4 separate regions of the Mus musculus genome follow, and regions 2, 3 and 4 are each linked to region 1. A link is a contact called in public Hi-C and HiChIP or PLAC-seq data. All regions are on one chromosome and are shown on one strand. The core of a region is the stretch at or near the end of the contact, and the rest is flanking DNA. Distances in the headings are between cores, read along the strand shown.

Region 1 (2,978 bases), core at 242-2,741:
AGAGCTCACTGACCCTGCTCATCTAACTAGCCAGGGATCTGCTGGGATTATAGACAGCTGCCTAGCTTTTCTATGGGTGCTGGGATCCCAACTCTGGGCCTCAGAGTTGTGTGACAAGTGCTTTATCCACTGAACCAGCTCTCCAGTGCCCAGGTCCACTATTACTTCTGGACTCAGTGTCTTTAGCATTCTGTTCTAATGTAGAAAAGACCCAGTGTGTTACAACGGAAAGAACACCAGGAGAGCAACCTCAGGGGATGAGAACCCAAGCCTGCCCCATCCCACTATTAGCCAACTTTAAGATCCTGACAGACTCTAGCCCTTTCTGAACTTCACAGTCTCATTTGTGGCTGGTCCCAATTTCAGGACAGCACCTCCTTCTTGAGCTCGTCTAAAGGTCCAACTGAGCACCTGTTGCACCTCCCTCCACACAGGTACTTGCCATTCTCCAATCTAACTTTTAAGTGAGGAAAAACAAAAGCCTCAGTCCCTGCCTTGCTAATGCTATTGTGCCAGTAGCGACCAACTACTTAGTGTGATGCCAAGTGACCCATTCCTCCTCCTCTTACATCACTTCCTCTTACTCACTTCCCAAGATGGCTCTTCTCCCTTCCAGTCCCATAACTCATCCATCCTTCATCAGAAACCTCATCTATTACCTACCTTCCAGGTATGCCAACGAGGCAGCCTTGAAGAACCAGATGGGGAACTACAGGAGTTCAGTCCGGTAAAACAGTGGACCGGTACGAAGGTTCTTTTTTACCCCAGGAATAGCCCACCTCACCCCCTTTTGAAGCTCCCAGACCCCTTGAGGATAAAGTCTCAGATCGAAGGCCTGGATTACTACTGCCGTTTGGTCCTTTTTTGGAGGAGACCAAAGTTACTTGCCAGAAAGGTCGGCAGAGAAGAAATAAGCAAACAGAAAAAGAAAAGCCATGAAAAGCGACAGAAGCAGTGAGGATACAGATGTATAGAAAGGGGGAGGCGGGCGATGCCCAGGATGGCCGCAAAACCGAGTCCGGGTGACAGGCGCAAACCGGCGTGCACAGTTCCTTCCTAACTTTGCGAAAGGCCAGGTCTCAGGACAGGTGGATGGGGGCACCCCGAGTTCCATCACCTCCCCCGGCCCAGGAGGCAGCAGCGCTCGAGCGGCCGCGCGGGCTCAGCACGCCCCCCGCCCATACCCCTCAACCTGACCAGCCCTGGTCTCTGCCCCGGCCCCGCGTCCGCGCCCGGCCTTACGTGTTATCCTGGTTGAAGTTGGCGAACAGCAGCTGGCCGGCGCCGGCCTCTCCGCTCTGGCTCGCCAGGTTCATGGCTGCGAGCGCGCGACGGCCTCGGACCCCCCTTGGCGGGAGCGCGCGCAGCTCGACTCGGGCGGCCCGCGGGAGCACGCTACACTCAGGATCGACGTCCGGTCCGGCAGGTCGCCCCGCTCGCCGCCTCTCGCTGCGCGGGGACCAACTGCCGCCTCATCCCGTCCCCACTCTTGTTTATGCTCCAGAGCCGGGACGGGCTGCGCGCTTGCGCGGTCCCGCCCACCCTCGCGTCGCACGGCGGCGTTCCGCGCAGGCCCGCTGCGTAGGCCCCGCCTCTTCGCCGCAGGCATCCGCGGGTGTTTCCGGTCGACTGCGCATGCATAAAGGTGCGCTGGTGGGTGCGCCTGCGCGTGGCGGAGAGTGGGCGGGGGCTTGCTGTCTGAGAACGGCGAGTTACCTCGTTGGTCCTGAGTCGTTGATCATTGTTCTAGGAACTTTGGCGCACCGCGTTGCTCGAAGAGAATGTCGCACGTCCGTTTTGCAGATTTGAAAAGCGAGGCGCAGAACTGCAAACGATTTGCCAAATGTTGGGTCTGAGACTGGAAAGGCGCGTGCGGTCACGGTCCTTGGGACAGGATTCTACTTTAAATGTATTGGTCCGTGCAACAGTCTATGGGAAGCACCTTTCTCTCCTTCCCGCTGCTTCCCTTCTTTCCTTTCTCTTCTTCCCTTCAAGGAGATAGAAATGTTCTGGTGGCGAAGGTCCTGGAGAAGAGAGAGACTTGTTCTGTGCTGTTAGAACTGAACCTCTAGGCAAGAGGCTGGTAGTTCCCAAGAGCAGTGTGCTGTCCTTGAGGACAGTTAAGCGGGGAGCAAAGTCGAACTTTGTTAGTACAGCCAGAGGGGCAAAGATGGCAAAGTTGTTGAGGAAAAGATGGCGCACACTTTCCCACCCTTCCTGTTTCGTGTTTTTGTTTTGTTTGTTGTCTTTGGATCGGGGCTCATCTATCTTAGGCTAGCTTTGGACTCTGTAGCTGAGGTTGACCTTGAATTCCCGGTCTTCCTGCCTTTACCTCTTAAAAGATTATGGAGCTGCACCACCACGCTTGTTTAAAGTAGCCTTTAAAATGGTTTGCTTTAGCCTTTGGAGACCTTGGCTCTTCTGGAACTCACCATCTTAATCTTCAATGCATAGAAATATACTGCCCTCGGCCATCTGCCCTCCGTCCTCTGCCCTCTGGTGCTGGAATTAAATGTGCTACGATTCCCAGCTTTTCTTTTTTTTTTTTTTAATGAATTCTTTAAGAATTTCATGCAAAGCATTTTGATCATATTCAACCTCACCACCACCCAGATCCACTCTTCTTCCCTACCCACCCAACTTTATGTCTTTTTTTTTTTCAGTCTTTCTTTTTTAAACCCACCAATTCCATTTTGTGTTGCCTATATAGTTTTGGATATGGTCTTCCACTGGAAGACCTATCGGAGATCATACATACCCTTGAAGGAAATTGATTCCCCGTTCCCAGCAGCTACCAGTTAACAACAGCTTAGCTAGGTGTGAGGCTTCATGCCCATCTCTCTTATACATACATCTTGCCTGGCTTAGCTTGCACAGGTCTGGTATATTCCACTGTGAGTTCATGTGTGTAGCTGCCCTGCTAGTCCAGAAAACACCATTTCCTTGACAGTATCCAGTGCCTCTGGCTCTTATAGTCT
Region 2 (2,978 bases), core at 242-2,741, 400 kb before region 1:
GAACTAAGAGCACTTGAGGCAGGAGAGACGGGCTAAGTACACGTGGTGCTCTTCTAGGTTCTTAACACCCACATCAGGTATCCTACAACCACCTGTAACTCCAGTCTATCTCTAGCAGAACTTGATGCCTCTGGCTTCTAAGAGCACCTGCACTTGTGCACATAGAGGTACACATACATGTAATTAAAAATGAAAACAAGGGGGCTGGTGAGATGGCTCAGTGGGTAAGAGCACTCAACTGCTCTTCCGAAGGTCCGAAGTTCAAATCCCATCAACCACGTGGTGGCTCACAACCATCTGTAACATGATCTGACGCCCTCTTCTGGGGTGTCTGAAGACAGCTACAGTGTACTTACATATAATAAATAAATAAATCTTTTTTAAAAAAATGGCCCCCACCCCCCAAAAAATACTTAGTGGATGTTCTTGCAAAGTACCCTTTGTGAAGGTGTTTGCATTTTAAGTACCTGGCTTCTGAAATTTCTAGCTCTAAAAATCTGGGTACTGCCCACCCTTTTTTAAAGATTTTTTTTTAATGCTTGTGTTTATGTGTAAACCTGGGTTGAGTTTATATGCACAATGGGCAGGCAGGACCCAGGGAGAGCAAAGGGGGCAGCAGATCCACCATCTCCACTTCTGCCTCTTCAGCCATCAAATCCTCATACTCTCTCCACTCCGCCTGACTTCTGGCTCCTGCCTGTAGCGTTTAGCACCAGCAGCCTGCTAATCCAGGTCTCCTTTCAGTGTCTGACCCCTTCCTGCCCCAGCCACCACTCTGCTCCTCTGCCATGCCTGAGCGTGCCCTTTCCTGTCAACTGCTGACTCCTGTGCACCTTCAGCCACAACATGTCACCCCTCAGACCTCTCCAGCCTCTGGGCTGAGTGGGTATGGCTATTCCTGTGCCATGCCTGACAGCAGGCAGACACTGAGTCACACCCACTGCTACAGCTGTAACATGTGGTAGGAACTGCCCTGCCTCAGACCAGCCCCCATCCTATACCACTCACAGTGTTTTAACCCTGAGAGTGTCTGTCACAGGGCAGAAGCAGCTTAGTAACTGTATAGGCTTGTCTTCCATGCATGTCTCTCAGGACTCTCCACTCAATTACATGTGGGCATGCTAATGTAAGCTGTGTTTACAGACATACCTAATAAGTAAAATTTAAAAGAGTGACACGAGAATCTCAGTTTATATTATCATTATTGGTGATGTATATCTTTGCACAAGTGTGATGCAGGGACCTGTGCCATGGAGCACATGTGGAAGTCAGGACAGTCGTCAGATCAGTTCTCTGATTCCACCTTGGGTCCCAGGGAGCAAATCCAGGCAATCAATCACGCTTACTCACTGAACTATCACACCAGCTTTATTTTTATTTTTCTTACTTGGTTTTTTTTTTTTTTAAAGATGGGGTCTCCTTGTATCACCCAGGCTTACCTCAAACTGCTAATCCTCTTGCCACCCTCAAGTAGCACCAACCCAGCTTGTAATAAACCAGACCTTGAAATAATTGTTATTTATAATATGAAGCCCATCTGTGCTCCTTGAAATTTCAACTTATGGAATATGTCTCATTGTTGAACTGCTTGATTCAGGTGTACAGAATGTTGGATACTTGGGTGTTGTGGCTGACAGCCTGGAAAGGCACCTCACCAGACCGTGTAGTTCCAGATTGGGGAAGTACTCTATCAGTTGTGTGGGTATATGTTCCTCGAAGAGTTTCAGTTTAAGACACTAGTAGGATATGGTAGCACAGTCTTTTAATCCCAGCACTCCTGGCAAAAGCAAGTGGATCTCTCAGAGTTTGAAGCCAGCCTGGTCTGGTGTACATAGTTCCAGCACAGCCAGGGCTCTTAGAGAGACCCTGTGTCAAAAACGAACAACAAAAGTAAAATAAAAGATCTCATGAGTTGTCACCACCCTCTTTCACTGGGTACATGTGCATGCATCCGTGCTATGTCATGGCATGTCACTGTGCCCTCCCTGGTTTGCCAAACACACCAGCTACTGAACTTGTGGGTGAGGATCATGCTCCTTCTGCTGGTGTGCCTGGGAGAGAGGAAGTCCCTGGAGCCTCCAGTGACTTCCACCAGAAAAGGAAGCTTGCTGAATCTGCTCGAGCTTTGATTTAGCTGAGCCACATTGATTCTCATAGTTTCTTGTGTCTTTCACACTCTTTAAATCAGTATCCTTCCAGATCTTCTGGCTCTTAGCACATGTGACTTTGGGGGTGGGGGCAGGGAGGACTGGTATCTTTGACAGCTGGAGGACTCAGGTGGCCTAAAAGCCTTTGTCCCAGTGGTCCCTAAAGTTGACTAAGCATTAGTGAAGTCATGTTTCTCATGTTTCACCTGGAGGCCTCAGGGAATTGACAATCACAGCCATGTGGTGGCCTTTGAGTGCCTTAAATGACCACAGAGAGACAGAGTTTCTCATACGGGTTTACCCTGTGCCCCAGAGTTGGGTCTGCAACTTCATTTCTCCTGGCAAGCAAGTTGAAAGACTAAGCTGGAACAATCAATCAAAAACAAGAGAGTAGTTTGCCTGGGGTTCTGACTCTGAGCTAGGCTTAAGCCGGGGCAATAGAATCTGAATGCCTAGAGCACAGGCAGCCACAGTAGTCTCATTTGTTTGTTTGTCTTTTGATGATGTTTTAGGACAGAAACTTGGTTTGTAGTGCACACTGCCCATGAACTTGCTATGTAATCTAACCTGCCTTTGAATTTGATGAACAGGCATCCTGCCTAGGCATCCTGAACCAAAACAGACTCCTGTAACAGAAAATGAATGAATAAAAGGAATTGTGTGGAAAGATCAGTCCCTAGTGGTATTCCTACATCTTGCTTTTTTTACAATGGGCTCTCTCATTGTCGGCTTGCTGATTACAGTAGGCTGGCTGGCCTTAAGCCTCCAGGATCAACCTGCCCCTCATCCCCAGAATCAAAATTACACGCACCCTTTACCATTCCTGGGTTT
Region 3 (2,978 bases), core at 339-2,838, 300 kb before region 1:
AGGTGGTTGTAAGCACCTTGTGGTTGCTGGGAATTGAACTCAGAACCTCTGGAAGAGCAGCCAGTGCTCTTAACCACTGAGCCATGTCTCCAACCCCCAGGGAGATTTCTTTTTTTCTTTTTTTTTTTTTTTTTTCAAAGTAGCTACTCAGGCATTTAAGCTCTTTTTTTTTTTTTAAGATTTATTTATTGATTATATGTAAGTACACTGTAGCTGTCTTCAGACATACCAGAAGAGGGAGTCAGATCTCGTTAGGGATGGTTGAGCCACCATGTGGTTGCTGGGATTTGAACTCTGGACCTTCGGAAGAGCAGTCGGGTGCTCTTACCCACTGAGCCATCTCACCAGCCCAAATTTCTTTTTTGTTGTTGGTTTTTCTGAGACAGGGTTTCTCTGTGTAGCCCTGGTTGTCCTGGAACTCACTCTGTAGCCCAGGCTGGCCTTGAACTTGGACATCTGCCTACCTCTGCCTCCCACGTGCTGGGATTAAAGCTGTGCTCCACCACTGCCAGGTCCAGGGAGATTTATTTTTAGTTATCTGTGCTGGTTTCAGTTCATGCAGGAAAGTGCAGATGCCCACAGAAGCCAGAATGTCAGTTCCCCTGAGTTGGGAGTTATATGGGTCCTGTGGGTGGAGTTATATGGGTCCTGTGGGTGGAGTTATATGGGTCCTGTGGGGTGCTGGGAACTGAACTTGCAAGGCAGCAGTGCATGTTCTTAGCCACTGAGCCATCTCTCTAGCCCTTATTTATTTGTTTGTTTGTTTGTTTGTTTGTTTGTTTGTTTATTCATAGGCAGGGTCTGGCCATGTAGCCCAGGCTGGCCTACAACTCCCACTCTTCCTGCCTCTGCTTCCAGAGTGCTAAGATACAGGAATAGGCCACCACACCTTGATAGGAATACTTTCTACAAAACTGTCTGTGCTGAACATATTGACATTTGTTCTTACCCCTAAGCATAAGCATATAACACTCTACATATCGTTTTCATCCTATGCGTATTCCAAGTCAGTTACAAATGCTGGGTTTTTTTTTTCTTGTTTTTAAGTGGTTCCCCTGCGTGCCCAGACACTTTTGCAGAGGCCAGAGGAGGACTTGCAGGTCTCAGTTGTCCCCTTTCATTAAGTGCATGCCACGGATTAAACTAGGTCACCAGACTTGGCAGGCTTGGCATTTCCACCCGATGAGCCACCTTGCCAGCCCACGCTTTTTGCTTTGGTTTGTTTTTCCCCAAGATAGAAATGATCTGTGTGATCGATCCTGGCTGTCCTGGGACTCACTCTGTAGACCAGGCTGGCCTTGAACTCAGAGACCCCAGCTTCTGCCTCCTGAGTGCTGGGATTAAAGGCGTGCACCACCACTGCCCAGCTCTATGTTTTATTAAGAAGGATTCAGTCTATCCTGGACTTACTATGTAGCCCAGGCTGGCCTGTAAATCAGTGATCCTCATCTCCTGTCTTTCCAAGTGCTGGGATTACAATGGTGAGCCACCAAGCCTGGTCCTTGATGCCAGTAGCTGAGATGTCAGCCCTCACCAGTGTACCTTGGGGATATGGAGGACTAGAACAAGAAATAAGGTTTTGCCACTAAGTGGCGCCAGAGAGAGGTCTCTGGCCTGCTGGTCTCGCCCTGACTGGACCTCTCCAGTTTTTGTACCTACTCTGCCTGATCCCTCACACTACCTCCCCTTTCCTTTCTGCTCCTACCAGACAGAGCCGCAGCTGCCCCACTCAACCTCCTCTTGAGCACCCCACCCCCATCACTTTTAGTGCATTCTGGCCAAGTTGTTTAAACCTTGGGGAAGACTCGAGAGGCTGGAGAAATAGATAGCTCGGTGGTTAACAGCCTTGGCTACTCTTCCAGGGGACGGGAGTTTAATTCTCAGAACCCACACGGTGCTCACAAGTTCATGTAACTGCGGTTCCAGGAGAGCTAGTGCCCTTTTCTGACTCTCAAAGGCACCAGGCAAACACCTGGTGCTCAGATATACATGCAAGCAAGCATCTGTATACGTGTGAAAATAAAAATGAAAATTTAGGAAGGAAGAAAGAAAAAGAAACTGTGAGGGGTCATGGGGAGTTTCCCCTGGAGGATTTGGGTAGGGCATCAGACACATGCACAAGAGGACCCGTAGGATCAATTTCTTTCTTTTTGTTTTGTTCATTCGTTTTCAAGACAGATTCTCAGTGTGAAGCTCTGGCTATCCTGGAATTTGTGAGATCAGGCTACCCTTGATCTCACAAAGGTCTGCCTGCCCTGCCTCCTGAGCATTGGAGTGGGCGTGTCCACTCCATGTGGCAGACAACTTTAATCCCAGCATTTGGGATTTGGGGGGTAAAGGCAGCGACAGGCAGAGAGCTCCAGGCTAGCCTGGGATACACAGTGAGACCCTGTCTCAATTTTTATTCACACACGTGCAGATCAGAGAAACTCTGGGAGACTGCTTCTCTTCCACCATGGGTTCCGGCCACTGAACTTAGTTTGGTCTTCAGGCTTGCACCACAAACGCTACCTAAGCCATCTTGTTGGCCCTGGCCTGGAACTTTCTGGCCTCTGGCCTTAGCCACCTGAGTCCTGGAATCCCAGGCATGAGCCACCAGGCCAGTCCTCTTTGCCCTCTGTCACTGCAGCCCTTTCATCAGCCTACGCTATCCTCTCTACCTCAGGGGTTCCGTGAGCTCTGCACCTGCCCCGAGACGTCCTCACTGTCCAAACAGGCGGCTGAGGTTCCGGACACCTAGAACTGGAGTCTATGTGACCTGCCCAACTGGGTCCTGCTAAGTGTGCTGGCCTTGAGCCTTACCTGGAGTGACCCCAGGCTAAGGGACAGGACAGGACAGGACAGGACAGGACAGGACAGGACAGGACTAGAGTCTGAGCTTTGGGACTGGCTGGCCCCATTCCTTAGAAACATAAGCCTTTACAGCTAGCCATGAACTAGCCACAGTGAGCGGATCCCTCCCACCTTAGTCTTCCCAT
Region 4 (2,978 bases), core at 243-2,742, 260 kb after region 1:
CAGCGAGGGCTGAGAGGTGTCTGTAAAGCTATGGTGGACAAAGAGCGCTTTCAGGCAAGCCATTGCCAGCAAGCCTGTGGGAGGCTGGGCAACCACTACCTTGCTGGCTCATGAGACTCTCCTAAAATGAGTTTCCCAGGAACTGGAGACCTTGCAGAATCCCGCTTATAAAGGAGAGAAGGGGCCTGGCCCTGGGATCAGCATCAGCTGAGACCGGTTCAGGGCAAGAGCCCAGCTCTCCTCTCTTTAGGCTTGGCCTCCTGTGGCAAAAATGAAAGGAGTAAGCTGTGCTTGGCTCCACTGATAAAAGGAAAATGGTGGTGATGGTGGGGAGAGATGGCTCAGCAGGACATTAACATATAGACGTAAATTAAAAATAAAACAAATCTAAAAGGCAGAGAAGACACTGTCCTCAGGTGCACAAACACACATGTAGACATGAACATATGCATTAAAAAGAAAACAAGTCTAAAAGGCAGAGAAGACACTGGCTGTTGGCCTCTGGTTTCCATACACATGTGTGAGTGTACACCTCTTTATTTCCCTACAAACCCTCGGAAGCCAAACCTAACATTTACCAACGACTGAACAATATAGCATTCCTTACCAGTTAACACTGAACACTGGGGAGGTGGAGACGAGCTGCGACTTAAGGCCACGTCTGAAGAAGGAAGGAATGGAATATTTGTTTTTACTTTTCTTTTTTTAAAAATCTTTCTCTAAAAATTTGTTCTCTCTTCTTCGTTTCTTTAGGAAGTGAGATTTTTGTTTCTTTTTTTGCCTATGCTCTCATTGTGTACCTAAAAAAAACCAAAAACATTCAATCGGGTCTTTTTGATTTCTAAAAAGACAAGGGAGGGGTTGTGAGGGCCCTCCCTCACCCAGGCTGCTTTCCTAGAGTTCACAGGGCTTTTGGTCACGTCCGTCTGCTCCCCCTCCTTCCGTCCTTCCGTCCAGTCAGGCTTCTCTTGTTTGTTTGTACGAGTCTAGGAGGCCCAAGGATCTATGCGGTTGGCAGAGAGAGGGGTTTGTGGGCTGAAATCTTTCTGCTTGGGTCTCCGCAAAGCTCTTCCTGCTTAGAAAAGAGGTTTTTGTGTGTCTCCCTTTTTTGGCCTCTGAGGCACGGGGGTGGGGGTGGGGGGCGGGGGTGATTAATAGAAGGCTACCTCAAGATTTCAATAGGGCCACAGCGTGAGCTCCCAGGGCCGGCAGGGCCTTTGTTCCGCAGAAATCTGCGATAAAGCCTTGGTGGCTGCCTGCTTGCAACCCGGGGTCCTCGTTCTGTCTGTGCCAGGCCAATCTCACGACCTGAGCAGCTTGGGAAGGTCGGGGCTAGAGCTGGAGCACAACAATTCTAGATTTCTTTTGTGAGACCCCACAGAGGGGAGATCGTGTGTGAGGGTGGGACTGGTCACCCTGAGAGTCCTGGGTAAAGGGGACAGGCAGCTCCTTCCCTGGGTTTCTGTGATAGAAGTGTGCCAGAAAAAAATGAAGGCCTATGAATGGGACACAAGACACAGGGCTCCCAGCACTGCTAACCTTCAGACAGGGTGTGAGGTCAGCCTAATACCACAACAGAAGCTTTCGCTTGCGCGGACCTGAGGGCTCATGGGAGGTGATGAGACTCGATGGTGTTAGACAGCAACAGCAAGGGAGACATTAGTCAGCAGGTGGGATGGGTCCCTCCTGGGTGTAAAACGTACTTCTTGGAGGTTAAATAGGGGTCATTAGAAGTTATTATGGTCCATGAAAGCAAGGATCAAATGGGATATTTAATTTTTTTTTCTTTTTTCCTCTCTCTTTTTTTTCTCTCCCTCTCCCTCTCAGTGTTGAGGACTGAACCCAGTGTTTCTGGCATGCTAGGCAGGTGCTCTACCACTGAGCCACACCCCAGTCCCTCCCTGGGAGATTCTAGGCAGGGGATCTACCACTGAGCCACACCCCAGCCCCTCACTGGGGGATTCTAGGAAGGAGCTCTACCACTGAGCCACGCCCCAGCCCCTCACTGGGGGATTCTAGGCAGGGGCTCTACCACTGAGCCACACCCCAGCCCCTCACTGGGGGAGTCTAGGCAGGGGCTCTACCACTGAGCCACACCCCAGCCCCTCAATGGGGGATTCTAGGCAGGGGCTCTACCACTGAGCCACACCCCAGCCCCTCACTGGGGGATTCCAGGTGGGTGAGCTACTAATGAGCTTCAACCCAATCCTCTTTGACTTTCCTTTTGAGACAAGGTCTTACTAAGTTACCTGGGCAGGTCTTGAGCTCCGGTCACACAGGCAGGCCTTGAAATTGCTGTCCTCCTGCATCAACCTACTGAGTACCAGCCCTGGCTCCTTCCTCCATTTTGGCTCCATGTTGACCTGTAGTCTATCAGAGAATCCTGTCTGTGCTCAGGGTGGTGTCCTTGTCTCAGCGGCTGGACCCCCATATGTCCTCTGGGACACACCCTCACAGGAGTAAGTGTCCTTTACTCATCTCCTAGGCAGCTCAACGTCTGCATACGTTCTGATTATTATGTGTGTGTTTATGAGTGTGGGTACACATAATCTTACAAATGTATGTCCTAATGATGGTTACTACTGTAATAAAAAACCATGACTAAAGCCACGTGGGGAGCAAAGGGTTTATCTGGCTGACATTTCCACATCACTGTTCATCCTCAAAGGAAGTCAGGCCAGGAACTCAAACAGAGCAGGAACCTGGAGGCAGTAGTCGATACAGAGGCCATGGAGGGATGCTGCTTACTGGCTTGCTCCTTGTGGCTTGCCCAGCCTGCTTTCTTATAGAACCTGGGACCACTAGCCCAAGGATAGCACCACCCACAATGGGCTGGGCCCTTCCTTATCAATCACTGAGAACCTCACCTGCAGCCTCGCCAGCCCACATGTAATACAAATGAATGTCTCCTGTACTTTGTCAGCTGCTGTCCACTTACCTTTTATTCTGAGACTGTCTCTTGTTGGTCTGGAACTTGT

Evidence for each region. A called contact is a pair of places that touch in the nucleus more often than the background predicts. HiChIP or PLAC-seq counts read pairs in DNA pulled down with a chosen protein or histone mark.
Region 2: an H3K4me3 HiChIP or PLAC-seq map of bone marrow-derived macrophages shows a contact between it and region 1, with 2.7 times the contacts expected there. The contact joins the enhancer-like site here to the promoter of Wipi2 in region 1. A contact is called at or near these places in 1 of 39 promoter capture datasets (the C10 cell line), 1 of 484 Hi-C or Micro-C datasets (erythroblasts), 7 of 115 datasets of contacts at active chromatin or transcription factors (the 230-238 cell line, bone marrow-derived macrophages, embryonic basal ganglia and 3 more) and 2 of 9 other capture datasets (adipose tissue and liver).
Region 3: a Hi-C map of CD8 T cells shows a contact between it and region 1, with 2.3 times the contacts expected there. The contact joins the enhancer-like site here to the promoter of Wipi2 in region 1. A contact is called at or near these places in 1 of 15 datasets of contacts at CTCF or cohesin (the NIH/3T3 cell line), 3 of 484 Hi-C or Micro-C datasets (CD8 T cells, embryonic stem cells and regulatory T cells), 6 of 115 datasets of contacts at active chromatin or transcription factors (effector CD8 T cells, embryonic limb bud, embryonic stem cells and 2 more) and 2 of 9 other capture datasets (embryonic stem cells and liver).
Region 4: a contact with region 1 is called in a Hi-C map of Th1 cells, with 3 times the contacts expected there. The contact joins the enhancer-like site here to the promoter of Wipi2 in region 1. A contact is called at or near these places in 1 of 39 promoter capture datasets (embryonic stem cells), 10 of 484 Hi-C or Micro-C datasets (CD4 T cells, CD8 T cells, Th1 cells and 6 more), 3 of 115 datasets of contacts at active chromatin or transcription factors (the SCID.adh cell line, embryonic stem cells and pancreatic cancer cells) and 3 of 9 other capture datasets (adipose tissue, liver and pancreatic islet).

The regions. Positions count from the first base shown.
Region 1 is chr5:142,628,097-142,631,074 of GRCm38.p6, reverse strand. Wipi2 (WD repeat domain, phosphoinositide interacting 2) reads right to left here and starts at 1,491. Exons shown (of 12, transcript NM_178398.4): 1 at 1,243-1,491. The coding sequence starts at 1,316.
Region 2 is chr5:143,032,189-143,035,166 of GRCm38.p6, reverse strand. The region is part of intron 13 of Rnf216 (ring finger protein 216); the gene reads left to right. Among named protein-coding and RNA genes, the nearest start is that of Gm43380, 5.3 kb to the left of the region's middle. Within about 2 kb of position 1,491, at least 34 of the 459 cell types and tissues checked have an H3K27ac peak or open chromatin away from gene starts, as enhancers often do. A contact at or near this core is called in adipose tissue and bone marrow-derived macrophages, where this site is marked.
Region 3 is chr5:142,931,126-142,934,103 of GRCm38.p6, reverse strand. No RefSeq gene overlaps it. Among named protein-coding and RNA genes, the nearest start is that of Actb, 26 kb to the right of the region's middle. Within about 2 kb of position 1,588, at least 130 of the 459 cell types and tissues checked have an H3K27ac peak or open chromatin away from gene starts, as enhancers often do. A contact at or near this core is called in CD8 T cells, liver, pro-B cells and 1 more, where this site is marked.
Region 4 is chr5:142,369,930-142,372,907 of GRCm38.p6, reverse strand. No RefSeq gene overlaps it. Among named protein-coding and RNA genes, the nearest start is that of Gm31068, 5.7 kb to the right of the region's middle. Within about 2 kb of position 1,492, at least 81 of the 459 cell types and tissues checked have an H3K27ac peak or open chromatin away from gene starts, as enhancers often do. A contact at or near this core is called in CD8 T cells, the SCID.adh cell line and Th1 cells, where this site is marked.